Linked DNA regions of Mus musculus: region 2 is linked to region 1. Evidence: chromatin contacts called from public HiChIP or PLAC-seq data. All regions are on one chromosome and are shown on one strand. The core of a region is the stretch at or near the end of the contact, and the rest is flanking DNA. Distances in the headings are between cores, read along the strand shown. Region 1 overlaps Magi3 (membrane associated guanylate kinase, WW and PDZ domain containing 3). Region 2 overlaps Gm34548 (a long non-coding RNA gene).

Evidence for each region. HiChIP or PLAC-seq counts read pairs in DNA pulled down with a chosen protein or histone mark.
Region 2: a contact with region 1 is called in a FOXA1 HiChIP or PLAC-seq map of pancreatic cancer cells. The contact joins two enhancer-like sites. A contact is called at or near these places in 8 of 39 promoter capture datasets (the 3T3-L1 cell line, 3T3-L1-derived adipocytes, the C10 cell line and 4 more), 3 of 15 datasets of contacts at CTCF or cohesin (the NIH/3T3 cell line, large pre-B cells and pro-B cells), 16 of 484 Hi-C or Micro-C datasets (B cells, the C10 cell line, the G1E-ER4 cell line and 10 more) and 2 of 115 datasets of contacts at active chromatin or transcription factors (large pre-B cells and pancreatic cancer cells).

What each region holds. Positions count from the first base shown.
Region 1 is chr3:104,107,052-104,113,768 of GRCm38.p6, reverse strand. The region is part of intron 1 of Magi3 (membrane associated guanylate kinase, WW and PDZ domain containing 3); the gene reads left to right. Among named protein-coding and RNA genes, the nearest start is that of Magi3, 110 kb to the left of the region's middle. Within about 2 kb of position 4,163, at least 10 of the 459 cell types and tissues checked have an H3K27ac peak or open chromatin away from gene starts, as enhancers often do. A contact at or near this core is called in liver and pancreatic cancer cells, where this site is marked.
Region 2 is chr3:104,671,576-104,678,292 of GRCm38.p6, reverse strand. Gm34548 (a long non-coding RNA gene) reads left to right here. Exons shown (of 4, transcript XR_867542.1): 3 at 1-33; 4 at 605-742. Among named protein-coding and RNA genes, the nearest start is that of Gm34548, 5.7 kb to the left of the region's middle. Within about 2 kb of position 2,947, at least 184 of the 459 cell types and tissues checked have an H3K27ac peak or open chromatin away from gene starts, as enhancers often do. A contact at or near this core is called in liver and pancreatic cancer cells, where this site is marked.

The sequences.
Region 1 (6,717 bases), core at 2,914-5,413:
ATCTCTTTTCAGAAGAGAGAAAATACAAAAGCTATGAAAAAAAGTTTTTTAAACAGTGTGGTGGCTCATAACTTGTAATCCCAGAGCTCTGGAGGTTGAGCCAGGAGGATTGCTGTGAGTTTGAAGTAGCATGGCGTCTATAGTAAGGTCCCAGGACCAACCTGTTTCAATGTGAGGAAGAGGAAGAACGGAGCTTTTTCTTTTTTGAGATTTCTGAGTAACAACTACTCTGTAATACATTGAAGTATTACTAAGCATGCATTTGTTCTAATGTTCCCTCACCCCGCCCCCAGGGTCTTCCTGTGTATTCTTGGCTAACTTGCTGTGTAGATCAGGCTGTTCTGACACTCTCTGTTCCTCCTTAGTGCTGCTGGCATTAACTAATGGCACCCTCCACCCCGCCTCCCCTTGTAGTTTTCATTGCATACCCTCAGATACATTTCAGTTTGAATTCACACTGAATATTCTATTTTATAACCTAATTTTTTCATTTAAAATATATAAAGAACATTTGACTACATCAGCATATCAAAATTTCAAGTGATACTGCTTAGAAATGGTTTGTCTTTGAGAATTATACTGAAAGAGTATTTTTTTTGGAGATGAATTCAGTTAAAATTATCATTATAACAGCCATATTCTTTTAATTTCTTTTGTGTCTGTTTAATATGACTGTTTATTCAACTCCATGGTAAGTACTTTGAAGTTACAAACTATCTGACAAATGCAACTTAAAGAAAAAAGGTTTATTTCTCTTTTTTAAAAAATATGATTCTTCCTCATGTATTATATACCATCCACAGTTTGCCCTCCGTCCACTCCTCCAACTTCCTTGCTCCTCCTCCACTTCTTTCCCAGATCCACTCCTCCATTTCCATTTAGAAAAGAGAAACTCTCACCCTCTTCCAGGATATCAGCCAAACAAGTTATAAGACTAGGCACATATCCTCAAATCAAGGCTGGACGAGGCAGCCCTGTTGGTGGAAAGGGTACTAAGAGCAGGCAGAAGAGTCTGAGACACCCCTACTCCCACTGTTAGGAGTCCCACAAATCACCAAGCTGACAACCATGACATACACATATGCAGAGGACCTAGGTCAGACCCATGCAGCTCCCAGATTGAAAGGAAGCTTTATTTTGAGTCATAGAGTTAAGTGCAGTGTGGCAGGAAAGACTTGGCAGTAATATTGTGACGCACTGGTTATGTTGGATTCTCACACAGGAGCAGAAAGATGGAAGAAGGGAAAGAAACCCTGGTGCTCAGCTTGCTTTCGTCAGTCTAGGACCCCCAGTCCATGGATGCTGCTGCCAACATTCAGGCTGGGTCTTCTCTTACACAGAAATGTCTAGAAGCATTTTTCTGTGGGTGATTCTAAGGCTGATCAAGTTGGCAATAAGATCAACCATCACAGTTCCTGAGTTAGGATCCAGTGAGGAAGGCAAAACTGAACTTCATTTTCCTGTGACTTGCACATAGGGAAGGATGGAAACCAGTCCCTCTCAGTGTGGACTCCAGTGATTCACCTGGGTTTTGGTTTCAAAGAGTAGATGGACCAGGTGTTCTGCTCAGACAATAATCTTGTGCACACAGCATCGTACAGTGCTAGGTAGAGTAGGTACAGAACAGACTTCTGAGGAAAAACAATTGGCTATGGATGTGAGGAGGGAATGAAGAGGGCTAGCAGGCCTGATATGTTTATCTCAAACGTCAGAGAGCGCCTAAAGTACAGGAGCATTTTGTCTGGGCACCACCTCTTTTTGTCTAAATTATTGTTTGGAATATACATAGCGTACCTGGCTTTGTTGAAGCAGGTAAAACAACAAAGGTGTATAGTATAATGATGGGTCTTATCTATGTATTATCTAAAATGAAGGAATTTCATTGCTGCATAAATATGGGACTGTACATGTAACTAACAGTGTTATGATTTTTAGAAATAAATATTTTCACTTGGTTAGAGTTTGGGGTTTTTCAGATGCTACTTAAATCAAAGTACTAAAACTTCTCTAGCTTTACTCTTGGCTGTTCTGACTACAGATTTATTACAGAAGAGCGAGCTGAGGCTGAGGAGATAGGCCAGTTGGTAATCAACCATAAATTCCTGCGTTTGATCCCTAGGACACATGTAAGAGGCCAGCCTTGTGGTGTGTGTTTGTAAGGGAAGCAAGGCTATATTTTAAATGTTTCTAGCATCTGTACATACAATTTCAAGGTTAAACATTTCTAAAAGAAAATTTGTAAAAAGTTTTTATAGATGTATACAATGCATGTGATCAATTGGTGGAAAAGAACTAATAATTATCACAGTCTTAATACACTTTCAGAAGAAATGCATGGCAGTGGTGGCACACACCTTTAATCCCAGTACTCAGGAGGCAGAGGCAGGCGGATTTCTGAGTTCAAGGCCAGCCTGGTCTACAGAATGAGTTCCAGGACAGCCAGGGCTACACAGAGAAACCCTGTCTCGAAAAACCAAAAAAAAAAAAAGAAAAAGAAAAAGAAAAAAAGGAGAAGAAGAGGAGGAGGAGGAGGGAGAGGAAGAAGAGGAGGAGGAAGAAATGCATGGTCGGTCTGCTTTTGATGATGCACGCCTGTAATCTTAGTATTAGGGAGGCCAATCTGGGAAAGTCAGGAGTTTAGAGAGTCTGGATTATTTAATAAGATTCTGTTTCCAATATATAATATACATGTAGCTGTGAGCATAACAGTATAAGCATTTTCCTCAAGACCAAATCTCAAAAGGAACAGAGATGTTTCAAGAACAACATGAGTGAGTAGATAGGCCATCTCCCCCCCTCCCTTGCAGAAAAACCCAACAACTTTTGAAGTCGGGGATTATTAAACTCAGAGCCTGGATCCTACTGGCAAGTTCTTTTCCACTGAGCCACCTTGTATCATTCTTATTTTACTTCTGTTATAATCTTGAAGGAAGCCAGAGGCATAATGGCACGTGCTTTTGATCCTAGCACTTGGGAGGCAGAAGCAGGTGAATCTCTGTGAGTTCAAGGAGTTCAAGGCCGGCCTCATGTACATAGCGAGTTTCAGGACAGCGAAGTCTGTGTAGAGAGATTGTGTATCAAATAAAAAATTTAAAAAAAAAAACTAAACAAAGTAATAATTTAAGAAAACTTTGAAGGAACAAGTTACTTTTTCAACAGTATAAGCTAAAAATAATATAAAACAGGAAAGCTGGACATTATGCTAAACATCTGCTATGTGGTGGGATTGGATAAGAATAAGATTTAGTTTAGAGGTAGCTCACAGTTTAGAGGTAACGAGTTTGAGGGAATTTAATCTAAGGTCAGGGCGCCTGGCACCCATGTGGTGCATGTAGACTCACACAGGTCCATATATAAAGGTGAACATACATAAATCTGTTTAAAAAGAGCATAATTTACTTTAAATAAATTTATATTTTCAAAACTTTAAGGAGGAATGGGGAAGTAGTGTAATTGGTAGAGTGCTTGTCTGGGTTCCATTCCTTCCACAGCACTGAATAAACCAGGCATGGTGGTACATACCTGTAATCTTAGCACTCAGAAGCAAAAGGATTGGGAGTTCAAAATAGGCCTTTACTTCATAGCGGATTGGGGCTCAGTTTGAACTATTAAAAAGACTTAAATGGATTGGCTTCTGGAGTTGAAGAGTCTCAGACGTGACCTCAGAATTATTTTAATCCCCCTGCTCCCAACACACACTTCATGGAGGAGAATGTAAGAAGAACTGGGAGACTGGAGAGAAGTGCTCCGTAGACTGTGAACACACAAGTCTATTGCCCTACTATAATCTAAACTCACAAAAGTTGAAGAGATTATTTAAAAACAAATTCCAAGTATTTAGAAAAGAATAGCTTATCACCCAGAGCCAATATGGATTTCTAAGAAACAAGACATGCCAAACTGACCTCATTTTTACTCTCCCCCTACCCCCTGTTTTATAATTGCTTCTAGATTAGAGAATAGTAAAGACATGTTGTATCTTGACTTTAGCAAGCAGTTGACAAATTCTCCTTACTGTCCTTGTCAAAAAGATGATGAAGTGTGGGTAGATTGATTTACAGTTGTTTGCATGCTGAACCCACGCCAACAGGACTCAGGGTTAATCCAAATAATAGCCAGTTGCTTTATTCACTGATTTCTCAATGAGAACTGGTGGTGATTCAGAGTTTGCGTATATTCAGTAACTATGGGTTTGTAGCTGTGAATTCCTGACTAAGGAGTTGTATATTCAAACTTGACCGCCTGGATATTTTTATACAATTAAAATACCAATTACAGACATTCATCTAGCCAAACTATTTGTCTGATGTATATATTTTTAAACTTTATAAACCAGTTTCACTGTTCATATAAAAACCAAAGAATAGAATTCAAAGAGCAAAAAATTTTAAAGCATAGGCTGGCTAGGTAAGAATGTTCACATTATAAAGAATCTTTTGTTTGTATTTGTTTAATAACGTTTACATTAGCCTCAGGGAGATTTTTTTTTCATGCCCTTGAGATGTCAAGGTTCTGTGAATTAACCTGGGGGGAGGTGGGTAGGAGGGGAAGGGAGAGGGGGAGGAGAAGGAGGAGAGGGGAGGAGAGAGAGAGACAGAGACAGAGATCATATATAGATGTGCCTGCATTATATATTATACACCAGGATCATACAGTACCTATAGAAGTCATAAGAGGGCTTAGGGTCAGGAACTGGAATTGCAGGCAGCTGTGTGCCACCATGTGGGTGATTTGCAAGAGCAACAAGTGCTCTTAACTGCTGAGCCATCTCTGTAGGACAACAGTGTCCTTGGGAATTAATATATTTGTTGGCCTTCTGATAATCATTAGTAAACTACCTATTTAAGATTTTTTTAAATTCTTTGAAATTACATAGAAGAAACAATCGCTTTATTCTTTAGAAAGTTCTATTAGTTTCTGGAGACAGGGACGTCCATGGTGAATGGTTTATTTAGAATATTTTATTATCAGTTGTTAATCTTAAATAATGTCAACTCAGTTTTATTAAATTTTCATTATGTCTAATTGACTGGTGCTTACAGTATATTGTCTTGATTGTCAAGAAGCAATGATGGAGGGACTGGAGATTTGTCTCATCAGTTAAAAGCACTTACTGCCTTTGCAGAGTACCCTGGTTTGGTTCCCAACACCTACATGGTGGCTCACAACCATCCATAACTCTAGTTCCAGGAGATCTGAGACCCTCTTTTTGCCTCTTCCAACTCCAGGACACATGTGATGCACATAAATACATACATGCAGACAAAACACTCATACAAATAAAATAAGAACAAAACTTAGAGTTTCTAAAAATGTTTGCAGATATGATTTTCAGTTTTAGTGATGCTAAACACGAATGCTACATTCAGTGTCTAGTTGCACATTTTGTTTAAAATGCATTTTGGATTGCAGTTGTCTCTCATCCTTTTCTTTGTGACTGCCCATACCAGTAGGAGTTGATGGTAAAACCTAGTGTGATTCCAGTTCTGATAATTATGGGCATTACTCTTTAAGTTTAGCCTTTTCTGTGCTAACTGGTTTTTAAAAACATCAAAGGCCCTTAGAATAAGATTGGGTTAACTTCATTTTCCCTTAAGAAATCCATCATGCAAGATAATTCATGATTTTGAACTTTATTGTGGCTTTATCTTTTAATTATCTCTAACCTAAAAGACATTACTTATATAACTTAAAATCTAACCTAGATTTTAAGCATTTTATAGTTATCTCTAAATTATGCCATATCTTAGAAGTTTTGAGTTTAAGAAAAGCTAAAGTATTGACTCAACAAATTATCTTTTTTAGTTATATCTATATTTCCTTTTACCAAAACTAAATCTTTCCCAGAAGATATGTTGGTGAGTCAAGTTTTGTATTTTGGCACTCATGTTACTGTTTTAAATGAAAAGAAGAGGACACATTTTTGTTTATTCAAAGAACCTATCTATCCAAGAGCTGGAGAGATGGCTCAGCAATTAAGAGCACTGATTGCTCTTCCAGAAGTCCTGAGTTCAATTCCTAGCAACCACATGATGGCTCACAACCATCTGTGATGGGATCCAACACGCTCTTCTGGTGTGTCTGAAATCAGTGATAGTGTACTCACATATATAAAATAAATAAATCTTTTTTTAAGCCTATCCAAATATCTGAAAGTTTCAGCCATGTAGTTACAATCCTCCAAAGCTAGAGTCTAATATTTACAAAGAACATGAGACTCCCTTACCAAATTGTAAAAATACTTCATGCACTCATTATGAAGTTGATTTGTGTTCAATGAGTATTGATCAGTATTGATTATATATTAGTTTTTTCAGCTGCTCAGCAATGAGCACATGATGGAGTATAAATAAAAAGACAATATGATTTTGAATTGGGGTGAGTTAGTGGGACCCTATGTGCCTGGACTGTAGGATAGGGGTGGTTCTATGTCTATCACTGTAAATATCTTCAGACTTGTTTGTTGTCATCACAGTGGTTCCTCCCCCCTTCCTCCATGTCTATTTTTGTTAAGACAAGGGAATTGTTCTGGTTTGTGTTTATTACAATAAGCTAAATGTTATCTCTGAAGTTTAAAAAGAAGTTGATTTCCTGGTTATGTTGCTGTGTAGGTTCTGTGTATTTATATGTAGTAGAAAAGAACAAAAAAAATTAGAGATGCAGTTTTATGGGATAGTAGATAAAAGGATAAACTGATCAATAGTAAGCTTTTGTTAT
Region 2 (6,717 bases), core at 1,698-4,197, 570 kb before region 1:
CCTGGACCCAAGTGTCTCGGCCTGCTATAAGAGGTAGGCTTGGGGGGGCGGGGAGGGGAGGTTTGGGGGACTTTTGGGGTAGCATTGGAAATGTAAATGAAGAAAATACCTAATTAAAAAAAAAAAGAGGTAGGCCTCCTTAAGATCAGCTCTGGGTCAGGGCTGGTCTGGGAACACCTCCGCAGACACTTAAACATGTGCAGTATGAGCTCATTACACCAGCTGGTCTACAGGGGCAAAGTCTTTAGGCAGTTGATTTGGGTCATCCTACTGTCCAGAGATGTCCCATGATCCAGGGCAAAGGGCATGCATGCCCTAGGCCTGCTGAGTTGGCCTGAAGCCTGGGCTTGCACCCTCCTCAGTCTGGACACAGTCTAGAGCGCCTCAGCAGAGCTTCTGTCTGATGAAGCTAAGTGGTAGAAAACAGTCAGAGCTGTGTGGGCACCAGGAAGACTGCACCAGGGCAGGCAGCTCCCCTTACTGTCAACCCTGCCCAGTCCCTGTCACTGGGCCAGCTGCTGAACTAGGCTGCCCTGAAGAAGGGAGGCCGGCCTACATGCCCTCTATGAGTCTTTACTAACTTAACATTCGTCTCTTCCCACAGCCTGGCTGTAGTTAGAGTCTCTCTAGTGGAATCTCAGGTGAGGAGAGGGGTCTTTGGGCAGGTAAGTGGGATGCAGGCCTATGCTACTAAAATTGTTGTACAGGGGCATCCTGATAGTTGTTTTGTTTTGTTTTGTTTTGTTTTGTTTTGTTTTGTTTTTGAGACAGGGTCTCACTATATAGCCCTGGCTGTCCTGGAACTCACTCTGTAGACCAGGCTGGCCTCGAACTCATAGAGATCTGCTTGCCTCTGACTCCCTAGTGCTGGGATTAAAGGTGTGCATCACTTTATCTGGCTGATAATCTTATAACTGACGTCATCTCAGTTTACCAGTGCTAGCAGAGCAGCAATGCAGTGAGGGATATCCTGGGCTGGAATTAAAGGAATTTTTAAAAAAATTAAATTAAGCCAGTTGTTAGTGGTAGAAACCTTTGATCCCAGTACTCAGGAGGCAGAGGCAGGTGAATCCCTCTGAGTTTAAGACCAGCCTGGACTACAGAGTGAGTTCCAGGACAGCCAGGGATACACAGAGAAACCCTATCTCGAATCCCCCCCCTCAAATTAAGTAAATGATTAAAAATGAGGCTAACCATAGTGTCAGAGGGCCAGTTTGGTTTAAATAGTAGTGAGTTTCAGGACAGCCAAGGCCACAGAGAAATCCTGCCTCAAAAAATAAAGACAGAAACAAATTCGCAAAGAAAATAACAAAAGCCGGCCAGTGTGTCAGATACTTGTCATCCTAGCCTTTGCACGGAGGTTGGAGGACCAAGGGTCCCAGGCCAGTTGAACCGCATAAGGCTATGCCTTAAAATGGAGGAGAGTCGTTAACAAATCAATAAACTTAATCATAGGCCTTTTATTTGTGGTTCATGAGTCACAACAACACATCCTGGAGTTTGCCTTATAGAAAAGGGGTCTGAAGAAGTAGAAACAAAATGAAAAGCAGATTTGCTTGAGGCAGCAGGGTGGGGGGTGGATGGGTGGGGGGTGGGTGGGGGTGCTGTGGGGGGGGGGGTGTTCAATGCCAACAGCAGAAGAGTGACTAAGACTCTGATATGAGTTCAGTTCCCAGCATCAAATAATCAATCAGCCAATCAAAAGGTGGCACTCTTTAAATCCCAGAACTCTGGAGGTAAAGGTAGGTAGATCTCTGTTAGTTCCAAGCTGGCCAGGGCTGCTGCATCGTGAGACCATCTCAAAAACAAAAACAAAAACAAAAAAACAACAAAAACTCACATAGAAGCCGGGCGTGGTGGCGCATGCCTTTAATCCCAGCACTCGGGAGGCAGAGGCAGGCGGATTTCTGAGTTCAAGGCCAGCCTGGTATACAAAGTGAGTTCCAGGACAGCCAGGGCTATACAGAGAAACCCTTTCTCAAAAAACAAAAAGACAAAACAAACAAACCAACAAACAAAAAACAAAAAAACCTCACAAAGATAGGTTAACTGGGCTTGTACAGGTTAGCCCAAAGGGGATTTCCTATTCATAACAGCTAAACTGGCTTACTTGGAATTACAGCTATTTCTCTTTTTGCCATCATCATCATCGTCACTATCATCAGTGAAGGTTGGTAAACAACCTGGTTTTGGCTCCACTAAGCATGATTGACTTATCTTTGCCTTAGCTATGTGCCCAGTACCAATAGCCTCCCATAAATCTTAACGCTTGAAAGTCAGCTCGCATTCCCTCCGGTGGATAAATTGTCAAAGCCCAGTTGATGATGGGTGACTCTGGTTTTCTTGCGAACTTACTCTGGTTTTGTAATTTTGTTTTTGTTTTCCTTTCTTTCACTTCCTAGACGAAGCCCTTTCAGAGTGGGCAGGGAGACAGACACATGAGGAAATTCACTTCAGCAGGGCATCTGCTAAGCGTGGCAGGATTCCTGCTCCAGACTCTCAAAGCCTCCTATTAATGGAAAGAGCAGGTTAACCTGGTCTGACCGACAGGAAGCCACCGTACAGGAATAGGTGGAGTTCTGACATCCGGTGGGGACAGCTGGGGGGAGCGGATGGGGGAGGGGACACCTAGGTGTGCCAGGGGAGCCGAGGTAAAGCTAAGGTCCAGGGGGCCAGCGTGCTGGGTGGCTATGGGCCACACGAGGGCGCCGCACACTGCCACGTAAGGGCCTGAACTGTCTCTACGGAGCTATGTCGGAGAAAAGGCTTTGATGGGAAAGAGGGTGGGCGGAGACCATCCTGGGTGTCCAGCGACGGGCCCCTCTCTTGTTCCTTGAAGGTCGGCGTGAGGTCTCCCTGGACTTGGAACAGCCGCTGTTCAGGTCCTGAGGAATTAACGCCTCTGTAGATCAGGTCCAGCTGTGTGTAGGAGGGAGGATGTTTGCGGTCACTGGGGTGTGTTGTGTTAGGAATGACCGCAGTACTGGGGTGTGAGGGTGGGTGCGTGGATTTCTCCAGAGGTGTAGGTGGGAGGGAGTAGACAGTTTCTACTCCCAGGGGGCTGGCGCTAGTGTCTTCTAGGAGCAGCACTTAAGGCAAGATGTAGACCCCATTAGAATCAGACGATCTTCCCATCAGAGGAAGTCCCCCATTTGGAAACAGTCAGGATGAATGGTTGCTTTAGCTTGGCCAAGCTGCTGGGGTAAACGCCTCAAGCAGAAGCTGCATCAAAGCCTGGAGCCTGTCCAGCCATGCAGCTCAAGCACCCGGTGTCACCGAGATTTGTCCAGGGGGCACAGTGGAGATCTTGTGACCCAGGAAATAGCACTGGTCTTAGTTTAGATCAGGACATTTCCCCCTGAAAGCTGCGTGGGACAGTGGCTTGGAGCCCAGATTGGGGGGGGGGGGGAGGGATGGGAGGGGCAGCTGGAGGCTTCTGCCCACTCTCACCTTTGTCACCCAATAGCTACTTCACATGAGTCAGCTCTGCAGGCTGTACCCTGGCCTGAAGGCTCAGCCTGGGATTTGAAGGCATTAGAGTTGGTAGAAATTAACCCCCAGGATGTGAGCTTCGGGCTCGTAGGCTGAGGCTCTAGCAAGGGAAGAGGACATCCTGAGGACTGGGTGTAAGCAAGCAGAAACACGGGGAGCCTAGGCAATGCCCAGGAGGACTGCAATGGGCCAGGGAACACCAGGAAGGGTCAGTGTGAACCCAGGACTCTTGAGAACTCCAGTCGCTTCCTCTCTGCGGATCCAGACACCTCTACCATCCAGCCCCGCCCAGGCAGCTGCAATTCCTCAGCCAAATGACCCGAGACAAGAGTAAGAGGAAAACAGCTTTCTGAGCCTGCCTCTAGGGGAAAGAAGGACTATAAGAAGCAGGGATCCAGGACACAAGGTCACCGGGAAGCAGTCATGAATGTCAGGCGTGAAGGGGTGGAGATTTCAGGTCAGGGAGCTAAGGGTACACAGCTCAGTGACAGCATTTGCTTAAGAGGCCCTGGCGACAGGGTTCAGGCCTCACTACTGGAAAAAAGATTTTTCTTAGCTTATGCACAAATGGTCACGTGACATTGATAAGCAAGAGTGACTTAACCCAACACAACTCCAGTTTCACCAGCTGCAAAACTACCCTGAGGTGTTTGCAAATTTAGGAGTAAGGTAGGTAAAGGCATGCCCGTCAGGGCATGGTGATGATGGCTCACACCAGTAATCCCAGCACTTGAGAGGGTAAGGTAGAACCAATGTGGGTTTGAGACCAGCCTAACTACAGAGTTAGTTCCAGGTTTGCCTGGGCTAAGGGGAGACTGTAAACAAATAAAAAACAAAACAAAACAAAACAAAAATTTTATTGTCTTTCAACCCTAGGGGTGTCTGAGCCTTTCTCCTTCCTAACAAGTTGGCCTGGGCTCCAGACAGCAGACCTATAATTTGCCTGCACAAGTGTGATAAGAGGTCAATATTAATCTGGGTGTGGTGGTGCACACCCCAAGTCCCTGCCACTCAGGAGGTAGAAACAAGAGCCCAGAGGTTTGAAGGCCATCCAGGCAACATACTGAGACTCTGAAGAAGAGAGCGGACAGAAAAGAAAACTTTGAGAATAAGTGTAAGCCAGGTGTGGTGTCACATGCCTATACTCTCAACACTCCCAAGACTGAGGCAGGAGGGAATGTCTAATCTAAGAGAAGCCTGGGCTACACAGTTGGATCAAATAAACAAAACCCTCTCAAAAGACAAACAAATACCAGCGGAAGGATTCAGCAGGCAAACTCACTTGGTGCCAAGCCAACCCAGATGTGTAAGGTAGAAGAAAACTAACATAGAGTGTTCTCTGACCTCCACAAGAGCACACACACACTTACACAAACACACACTTAAGTAAATGTAATCAATTTTAAAAGAAATAAAACACTGGCCTAGTGGGAGGCTAGGAAGTTGGAGACTAGAGGAAGTACAAAGGCTGCCTGGATGGCAGAGTTCAGTTCAACCTGAGTAACTTAGCAACACATTATCTACATAAAAACCAAAGGATTAGGCTGGAGAGATGGCTCAGTGGGTAAGACTGCTCTTCCAGAGGTCCTGAATTCAATTCCCAGCAATCACATGGTGGCTCACAACCATCTGTAATGGGATCCGAAGCCCTCTTCTGGTGTGTCTGAAGACAGCAACAGTGTACTCACATACATAAAATAAATAAATCTTTAAAAACAAAAAGGATTTTTTTTGTTGTTGTTTTTGTTTTTGTTTTTTCAAGACAGGGTTTCTCTGTGTAGTTCTGGCTGTCCTGGAACTCACTCTGTAGACCAGGCTGGCCTCAAACTCAGAAATCCTCGTGCCTCTGCCTCCCAAGTGCTGGGATTAAAGGCGTGTGCCACCACTGTCCGGCTAATAAAGGATCTTAATTTTAATTTATGTGTATATCTAAGAAGGGGTCAAAAGAGGACACAAGATCTCCTGGAACAGAAGTGACAGGTGCTTGTGAGCTGGACATGGGTACTGGGAACTGAACTTGGGTCCTCTGTAAGAATCACTGAGCCATCCTTAGAGCTTCTCAAAAAATAAAAGCCTGGTGGTGGTGGTGCATGCCTTCGATTCCAGGACTTGAGAGGTAGAGGCAGGTAAATCTCTGTGAGTTTGAGGTCAGTCTGATCAACAAATTGAGTTCCAGGGTAGCCAGGGATACACAGAGAAACCCTCTCAAACAAACAAGCAAACAATTTAAAAGATGTAAAGGCCCAGAAATACACCTCCATTATAGAACACTTGCCTAGCATGTGTGAAGTCCCAGGTTCCATTCCCAGCACTGCAAAAGATAAATAAACAAAACAGTTTACTGTAACTTAGCTGGAAGTACAGCTTCGTGGTAGATGCTCAAGGCTTTGGGTTCAATTCTAGCAATAAAGATTAAAAGTTAAAAAAGAAGTTACTATAGTATCCTGGCAGTGGAAGGGTCTTCTTATCTCTGTGTTAATTGGAGGCCTCTAGGGAGAATGCCTGGGTTTGTAGGAGTGGATTTAATGGCTTGAAGCTGGGTTGAGGAAGTGAAGGGTCACGTGGGATGTTCCCCTTGTGGGTCTAACAGGAGGGCCATAGGACAGCAGGCTTTCTGATCAGGAAGAGGCTGCGTGCTTCCTGTTAATAGTGGGCTTTGGGGTGACCGTCAGTATTCCCAACATGGCTGTGAAAAACTAGGGTCTTTTTAAAAAGAGGGCCTGACTATTGGCCAAAGGTTCACAGTTTTCCTCTCCCCTGCTAACCCCATCTCCCGACTCTGCTTCAGTGTGCTCAGCAGAACTCCACTTGGTGAATCTGGAGAGAAGTCTCTAAGGGCTCCTGGCACGGAATGGGCACTTCCTCATGGTTGGTGGAATTGAATTGCATGCAGGTCATAGAGTGGAGGAGAGAGAAGAGGCTTTCTGCGAGCCCAGTCCGAGACGGGGAGATGCGAGTGGGCACCTCCCTAGGATCAAGTGCCAGGAGTAGATGGGGGCCCCACCCTATCGGGTGGCACCTGCTGCAGAAACTGGCAGGCGCCTTGGGTTCCTCCCAGCCCCCACCTCTCACCCCTGCTGCTCAGCCTCCTCTAAACCTCCTTAGGTTCCCTCTGCCTTCCTCTCCACCCCCATCCTCCTCTAGACTGCCATTATTTCCAGACCAGATGGCCCAATTTGAAATGAAATCTTGCATGCAGTCCTGCCTTCTTCCAGTCTGGTGCAC